2 separate regions of the Mus musculus genome follow, and region 1 is linked to region 2. Evidence: chromatin contacts called from public HiChIP or PLAC-seq data. All regions are on one chromosome and are shown on one strand. The core of a region is the stretch at or near the end of the contact, and the rest is flanking DNA. Distances in the headings are between cores, read along the strand shown.

The links. HiChIP or PLAC-seq counts read pairs in DNA pulled down with a chosen protein or histone mark.
Region 1: an H3K4me3 HiChIP or PLAC-seq map of bone marrow-derived macrophages shows a contact between it and region 2, with 2.1 times the contacts expected there. The contact joins the promoter of Atg4b here to the enhancer-like site in region 2. A contact is called at or near these places in 18 of 39 promoter capture datasets (the 3T3-L1 cell line, 3T3-L1-derived adipocytes, the C10 cell line and 12 more), 1 of 15 datasets of contacts at CTCF or cohesin (large pre-B cells), 8 of 484 Hi-C or Micro-C datasets (CD4 T cells, CD8 T cells, erythroblasts and 5 more), 19 of 115 datasets of contacts at active chromatin or transcription factors (the 230-238 cell line, CD8 T cells, bone marrow-derived macrophages and 10 more) and 3 of 9 other capture datasets (adipose tissue, liver and pancreatic islet).

What each region holds. Positions count from the first base shown.
Region 1 is chr1:93,753,043-93,757,151 of GRCm38.p6, forward strand. Atg4b (autophagy related 4B, cysteine peptidase) reads left to right here and starts at 1,863. Exons shown (of 13, transcript NM_174874.4): 1 at 1,863-2,012. The coding sequence starts at 2,003. Thap4 (THAP domain containing 4) reads right to left here and starts at 1,796. Exons shown (of 6, transcript NM_025920.3): 1 at 1,415-1,796. The coding sequence starts at 1,491.
Region 2 is chr1:93,493,072-93,497,422 of GRCm38.p6, forward strand. It overlaps Septin2 (septin 2), which reads left to right. Exons shown (of 13, transcript NM_010891.2): 4 at 2,508-2,594; 5 at 4,270-4,351. Among named protein-coding and RNA genes, the nearest start is that of Septin2, 16 kb to the left of the region's middle. Within about 2 kb of position 2,135, at least 2 of the 459 cell types and tissues checked have an H3K27ac peak or open chromatin away from gene starts, as enhancers often do. A contact at or near this core is called in bone marrow-derived macrophages, where this site is marked.

The sequences.
Region 1 (4,109 bases), core at 613-3,112, 260 kb after region 2:
CTACAAGACCAGCAGACTAAAACAATGCGATGTAGGCCAACAAGGCAATTCAATGAGACATTGTCTCAAAACACACACACAGACACGTGCCTGTGCACACACACCAAAACACCCCAAAGACAAAAATGGTAAATTTTATGTAGTATTTTACGTCGTAAGAGGAAAACTGGGAAAAAAAAATTAGATGTTCAATAACATGCTTAGTAATTTCTTCCCTCATCTAATGAAGCTATTTAATGGTCACTTAAGGCAAGATTTGTGAGACCAAACTGACTACACATGGTAGGCTTTCTCAGGTGCTCAGAGCTCCACCTGAGCTTTTCCAGTCTCGAGGAACCTGCTGTGGACCAAGACTGGCCTTAATAGGATGGATCTGGACGTTGTAAGCAATGTGATCTTATAACCTTTATCAGTGTTTAGTGAGCTAGATTTCTGGAGTTTCCCCGCCCCAATTTGGGCACTGTCTACCCATATACCATGTTAGAACATGGGGAAGCCAACATCAGTCCTTGCAACACTGCCTCATTTTCAACTGTTAACAAAACTTCTGGGGCATGTTCTATGTGAAATTGTTACGGAAACATTCTGGTTGACTTGTAAGATTGTTTAACGTTACTAGGTTTTGTTTTGAACCAGGTCTTAAGGACTGGAGACTTAATGTAACCCTGTGAACTTTCAACAGATACGTGCCATTCCCATCTTTAAATTTTAACACCAAGTACTAAGAGGTGGCAGGATGTGCGAAGTGACTTCCAAGGCAGAGTCCCTTCGCTCGCTGTTCACTCCTGTTGGAAATCACAGGAGAGGACCAACTGAGGGAGTCTCGAAAGCCTTTGGAAGGCGCGGCCCGCACAAGGGCCACCGAGAACCCCCTGGAAAGCCCTTTCCACGGTCATCCCCCGGGCCTCTGCCAGAGTGCAGGATGCGGGAGGTGATCGGTGCCAGTGCCTGGGCCGCAGGACCCCATAGGAAGGCGATGAGGGCTATGGATGCAGGAAGTAGAGCTGCGTGCGCCGGGCCGCACTCCTGCCACACACCTCCGGGCGGGCTTGCCCCGCCGAGGCAAGAGTGGAGAACTGCCCGAAAGCAAAGATCAGGATTAACCTGAGAAGGCGCCCTTGCAGAATACTCCTGAAATTGGCAGGGCCAGCCCAAATCAGTGCGACGCCCGTTGGTGGAGGTGGCGGAGGGGGCCTCCGGCCGCTCTGCCCGAGGCATGGCCGTGCTGGTCCCCAAAGCCGGCGGTCCAAGCCAAGGTCATAAAGCTCCACGACCCGTCCACCTCCCACAGTTACCCTCGGTTAGCCGGCCCCCCACTCCCGGTCCCCGGAGCTCGGCCCGCCGCGCGGCCTCAGTTTCCCCGCGGGCCCCGGCCAGGGCGGGGGCGTGGCGGACCCGGAGGCGGGCCGCGTACCTGTGGAAGGAGACAGCGCGTTTCTCGCCCTTGCCCTGCCTGTTGGAACAGTTCACGGCCGCGCAGCAGATCACCATTGCGGGCCTCGGTCGTGAGCGCCGCCAGGCTCCGATCCTTGCCGCCCGCCCGCTGGCCCGACCCGCCCCGAGGGAGCGCGGCGACACAGCTCGGGACGTGGGCCGCGGCCGAGCCGTACGGCAAGATGGCTGCGCGCTGCCGCCCGCACCACGCTGCGCTCGGACTGCCCGGCCACGGCGCCGGCGTCGCGGCCGCAGCGGGCGGTGAGTCCGTACCGAGACATGCGCGGGTGGCTGTCTGTACGGAAAGATGGCGGCGCCGGAGGAGCGCAGCTCGGGCCGGCTCCCGGGTGTTCCGAAGCGGCGGCGCGGGCCGGGGGCGGGGCGGCCGCGTCCGGTTAGGAACCACACGCGCCGAGGCCCCACCCCCCGCGTGCCCACCGCCGTACGGCGAGATGGCGACGCCCGCGCTTCCGCTGCGCCGCGCTTGGCTGCCGCGGCTTCCCGTCGCCGTGTCGCGCAGTAGTCCGTCGGAGCGACGGCACGGTCAGTCGGCAGCCGGACAGGGAAGATGGACGCAGGTAAGGAGGGCGGACGCCTGCCCTGTCGCGGGCGGGCTCCCGTGGCCGCCCGCTGGGGCGGAGGCCGGTGTGTTGGGCTGGGCGGGCCGCGCCTCCCCGCAGCGCTCAGTACCGGGTTCGCGGGGCCACTCGTCAGCGCCTCGGCCTCCGGCGCTCGGCCGCGGCCCTCGGGGAGCGTCCCAGCCTGTGGGCTCGCGGCTGCGGGCGTGAGGGCAGGGAGTCTGAGGGACGCATCAGGACGCGGGCACCCTGGTGCCCGGAGAGGACCGGTGCGCCGCGAGGGTGGGCCTTGCGGTGTCCATTGAAGAGCCGACCTCTTTAACTTCTGTCAAGTTGTTGGCCGCTGGTCCAGCTACCACAACATGCACATCTTTTGTCTTTGAAGTTCAATAACCTGTGTAGGTGAGCCCCGCTCCTGTTCTGACAGCGGATCAGTCACATGCTACTTTGACTTCTTGAGGTCCTAATACTGGGTTAAGTGTGGGTGGGTTTTGTTTGTTTGTTTGTTTGTTTGTTTTTAACTGACTCTTGCTTCTGAAGCTGGAGAGTGCGGTTCTTTGTTTATGTTGGCCAGAAGTCTTGGAGATGCAAATCTATCAAATAAGTTGTTTGCTAATAGCCCTAAAAATACCCACCCCACCCCATTCCACCCCACCCCACCCCCAACAGAGGTTCTCTCATTCCCTCAGCAGCGTTAGCGGGTTTTTTTTTTTTTTTTTGGTTTTCTTTTTCTTTTTTCCTTTTTTTAATTTAAGAGCGACCTGCCTTCAAGAATCCACTCCTTTGTGAAGGAGTCCTGCTACCTGATTTCATTGTACTTTTCTTGAATGGCGTTGCTTTTGATGGTTTTCTTCTGACAGCTGTGTTAGAGAAGTAGTCGGCTCTTACTTGGGAGTAATGCCTACAGTTAATACACATTTCAGCAGTTTATGGCATCCGTAGCTGGAGGAAGCAGGAACGTTGACTCCCCAAGATGCATGAGCCAGGTGTATATTTTTTTAAGATAATTCATTTTTTTTTTTTTTTTAGAATGAATAACTGAAGCTGTCACACCACAGTGCCTCTTGGAGGTGTGGAATGGGATAATACATTGAATTACTTAATTATCCTCTCCCCCACTTTTTTTTTTAAAGACAAGGCCTCACTGTTTAGTCTTGTCTAATATGTAGACCATGCTGACCCAAGACTCACAGAAATATATCTGCTTGCTTGTACATCCCCAATGCTGAAATTAAGTGGGTGTTTAATGCTGCTGTGAGATCAAACTCAAAAGACATCTGTGTTTGAAGACTTGTGTTAATGGTGATAAAACACTTTTTTTTAAATACAGTATGATGGTGCAATTTTTCTCCTGATATAATTCTGGGTGGCATTTTATGATCTACCTTCTGATCTCCCACCACCCTTGTAATGTTGCTTCTGGTTATTCTTATAATTGTGTGTGCTGTGTTTGTGTGTTTTCTCTCTCTTTCTCTCTCAGCAGTATCTCTCCACAAAACCCTCACTGTACTAGAACTCAGGATGTAGATCAGGCTGGCCTTGAAGTGCTGGACTTAAAAAGTGTGAGCCATCCTGCCCTACCTACCTTGATCTTTTTATAAACTACATTTGTTATTGGGTATCAGGAGTTTCAATCTAGACATTGGACTAGAAAAATGGACAAAGGAAAAGAAATGCTGTCTGAGGCCCCTGACATTCTCTACAGGAGACCAGAAGTATATAGGCCTGGATGGTGCTTATATGGGAGAGTGATGTGGGCTAGGTTATAGGTGACTGGAACTGTAGCAGGATGGACAAAAACAAATCTCACTTTGGAAGCATATTTAAAGGTTTTTTTGGATAATTCATTATTTTCCCCTTCCCCTACTCCCCTCCATCCCATCTTAAGTACACCTACCCCATGCTCTGTGAAAGTACATTCTTGTCGAGACTAAACCAAAAACTAAACCAAAAACAAAGTGGCATGGAGGTTCATGCCCCAGGAGTTCAGTGAGCTGGAGGACTGGAGAGATGGTTCAGTGGTTAGAGAACTAACTTACTGGTCTTCTAGAAGACCAGTTCAGTTCCTAGTACCTATGTTAGGTAGCCCATAATCCC
Region 2 (4,351 bases), core at 885-3,384:
AATTTATAAAACTCTAGTGGAAGTACTTTGAAATTGAGTGGTTGCTTGAATGTATTTCTGTTGTTATTGATCCTACCGTGTATTGGGTTTTAGCATGCCAGTAGACGCTTAATGATGACTGCTGGTGGGGTTTTTATTGTTTTTGCTATTGTTTGTTTGTTTGTTTGTTTGTTTGTTTTAAACAGTGTTTCACTATGTAGCCCTGGCTGACCTAGAACCAGCTATGTAGAGTAGGCTGCTCTCAAACTTACAGGGATATGCATACATACAGAGATACCCACTACCTTGTATGTTGTTCAATGCGTGAGTCACCACACCTGGCTCTAATGATGAGCTGTTTGTTACTCTGTTAACCATATTACATTTAGTTAGTTTTTTACAGTTGCTAAATTTCAAAACTGAGCATTTGAAAAGCTTAATGGTTGTTATGACCAAGTAAGACTTGATTAATCCTTAGAATTAATAGTTCACAGATCTAAAATGAAGATAGGTTCCAACATATTTTGGAGTATATTTACATAATTAAAATAAAATAAAAATAATGTAAAATTAAGTTCTTGGTAGAAAAGACCAGTGTACTCTTGTCACATTATTATTTGATACATAGCATTCAAAAAACAATCAGTATGTTCACTCTCTGACTGTATATAATTCAGGGAGACTATACAGGGCTAGAAATGTGGTTGGAAACATTTGAATTCCAGCCATTCAAAGAAAACTCATTAAACACTCAGGGCACTTAGTAGGGTCTACAGGGCTAAAGTAGACATAAAATGTTGTTATTTATCCCTAAAAAGTTATGAACAAGGGGCTGGAGAGATGGCTCAGTGGTTAAGAGCACTGACTGTTGTTCCAAAGGTCCTGAGTTCAAATCCCAGCAACCACATGGTGGCTCACAACCATCCGTAATTAGATCTGACTTCCTTTTCTGAAGTGTCTGAAGACAGCTACAGTGTACTTATATATAATAAATAAGTCTTTTAAAAAAAAAAGTTATGAACAAGCCTTGGAGAATCAAACTGCTTAAATACTTACTAAGTCAGAAATATCCCTTATTAAAGACATCAAAAAGTGTGATCCTGCATGTCTGTAAACCAGTGCTTGGAAGCTTGTAGAAGAGGGATGGATCTAAGGTGGAGACAAGCCTGGGCTACATAATGAGACCTTGACAGAGGAGGAGAAAGAGAAATTTGACCATTTACAGTGTAGTCAAACTATCCAGTATACTGTTAAAACAAAAATAAAAACAGAATTTTGGATTTTTTTTTTTTAACTGAGACCCCAAAAGCAAAATTATACAGTTGGGATGTTTTGAACAAAGACTGTCCTCCATGGGGTACATGTAGGCTAGTTTGCAAATTGTACTTGCAAATTAACTTGAAATATATCCTACACCTAAAGTAAAAAAAAATTTTTTTAGAAGAAAGTAAACATAATTTTATGACAGCTAAAAACATTTCAAAGGACATGAACGGTTACCGCAATAGGAAAAAAAAACACTTCATTAACTATTCTTTATGGTGGTTGGAGGGATGGCCCAGGTATTATGAGAACTTGCTGTTCTTACACAGGACCTGACTTCAGTTCCCAGCATTTTTGTCAGGTAGCTCCTGACTGCCTTGAATTCCAGCTCCTCTGGAGCCAACTCCTCTGGTCTCCTCAGGCACTTGTACTCACTTGTCTAGCCGTCAGCCCCAACCACACGCATTCATAATTTAATGTAAATCTGTTTGTTTTTTTAAATAAAAAACAATTACCTTGAAGCTGAAGAAATGGCTCAACCACTAAGAGTGCACACTGCTCACTCAGAGGACCTGAGTTACATAGTAAGACCCTGTCTCAAAAACAACAAAATCACTCTTCCAGGGTTGGTGCTTATAGGCACATAGCATGGTCCAGTGTCTGACACACCATTATAGGCTTTTCTATAAGACAGTCTCAAACAAAACTAGGCCATCTCGAACCCCTGCCAATGGTTTACCAGTATACCAAGAAGTTTGGAGAAGTACTAACGTCAGTGGTGTGTGCTTTTAAGACTTAAAGCTTTATGGGATTATCCAACATAAAGAAGCATGTCAGCAGGACCCACCATGTGGTTTCGCTGTGTCCATGACAGGATCTACTGTGCTTCCTTATTGAAAGGCAGAAAATTGTTAGGAAAGTGTTGAAGACACAAGTACAGAGTCAGAAAGCTAAATAAATATGAAGCTCCTTAAGTAATAAAAACCAATGATTATTCTAAAGAACAGCAACAGCAAAATTCGAAAGTATGTTCTAGAAACCTGTGGAGAGATAAAAATTGTTTATGATCATGCCATTAACAAATTCTACAATCCCCTGGATTTGGATTCAGATTAGGTTCTTGTTGTTTGACTTTGAGGAAGTTGCTCGCCTTCCTTCAGCTTCCCCATTCCTTTTTGTGACACACACGTGGTGGTAAACATTCCAGGTTTAACAGTTAATATGGGAAAGATCATGACATGATAGTATTTTCATCTTCATTTAAGGTGAATCTGGTCTAGGAAAATCAACTCTCATAAACAGCTTATTCCTGACTGATCTCTACCCAGAAAGAATTATTCCTGGAGCTGCAGGTAAATATTTCTATATAATTGTTAAGTATTATTTTACTTGAACATTTCTAGAATATATACCTGATATCTTAGGTCTTAGATGTGTGTTTTGCTTAATTACTTTGTGTTTTGTAAACTGTCAACAAAAGAAGGAAAAGTGTGCTGCATCTGAGGTCCTGAGATCTTGGTTGTAGACTTTGTTCTATACTTATCTGTGTATCTATGTAACTAACTTTCATTTCAGTTTGCTATCTAGTAAATGTCCTGGTTTTCCATCTGTATTGTATGCTGGATGAAAAGCTATGTCTTTAAAAAGCTACATACAAGAGTGAGAATGTAGCTCCATGGTAGAGCCCTTCCCAGCATACATGACGCCAGAAGTTCACTTGTCAGGATTATCTAAAGTTACTTAAATATAATTAAAGTGTTATATATAGAGAAATTTATGATAGGGATATGTTTGTCTATTCTCTGATTATCCCAGCATAAGACACTGGCATTCTCAAATATGTTTGTTTTGCTTTACAGTACTTCTCAAACCTGGGACCTTTTGCATGCTAGTCAAATGCTCTACTACTGGGCTACATAAATACTTGTTGATAAGAACGAATAAGGTCAACCACAATAAAGATGTACAACCTTTTCACCAATACTTTTATATTCTGTTTTTAAATGAATTCATAAATTACTTTGTCTCAGACAACTTTGAGTAGTTGGTTCTCTGCTTGTACCATATGGGTTCCAGTACTGAGCTTAGGTCATCATCAGGCTTGGCAGCTGGCGCTTGTATCCAGTAGCCATTTCACTAGTCCCAATATGTTTTGTTTTGTTTTGTTTTTAAAATTTAAGATTTTTTTGTTTGTTTTTTGTTTTTGGAGACAGGGTTTCTCTGGACAGCCCTGGCTGTCCTGGAACTCACTCTATAGACCAGGCTGACCTCGAACTCAGAAATTCATCTACCTCTGCCTCCCAAGTGCTGGTATTAAAGGTGTGAGCCACCACTGACCAGCTAATTTTAAGACCTTTTGTTTTTAAATCTGTGTTTTGCCATGAGTGTATGTATGTGGATCACATATTTACCTGGTGCTTTTGGAGGTTGGTTCCCTTGGAACTGAAGTTCCAAATGGTTATAAACCATCATGAAGGCGCTAGAGATTGAACCTTAGTTTTCTGCAAGAGCAACAAGTATTCTGAACTGCTGAGCCATCTCCAGCCCCTCAATGTTGGTATTTTCAACAATCCCCAGAAAACATTCATTTTTAGCACCAACATTTCCTTTGCTGACTCTGGATCTTTTCTAAACAGTGTTTATATTACTTTCTGAGACCTTCCAAGTCATCTTTCTTTCTTTTTGTTGTCGTTGTTTTTTTGTTTTTTTTTTTGTTTTGTTTTGTTTTTTTTCGTTTTTCAAGACAGGGTTTCTCTGTGTAGTCCTGGCTGTCCTGAACTAACTCTCTCTCTCTCTCTCTCTCTCTCTCTCTCTCTCTCTCTCTCTCTCTCTCTCTCTCTGTAGACCAGGCTAACCTTGAACTCAGAAATCTGCCTGCCTCTGCGTCCCAAGTGCTGGGATGAAAGGTGTGCGCTACCACTGCCCGGCTATCATTTTTCATAAGAATATAAATAATGGATATCTCTCCTTCTAGCATGCTGCCTTGATTTTTAAGTACATTTTCTATTAAGTTTATTTCTTTTCTAGAGAAAATTGAAAGAACTGTCCAGATAGAGGCTTCGACTGTTGAGATTGAAGAGCGGGGTGTGAAGCTGCGGCTTACAGTAGT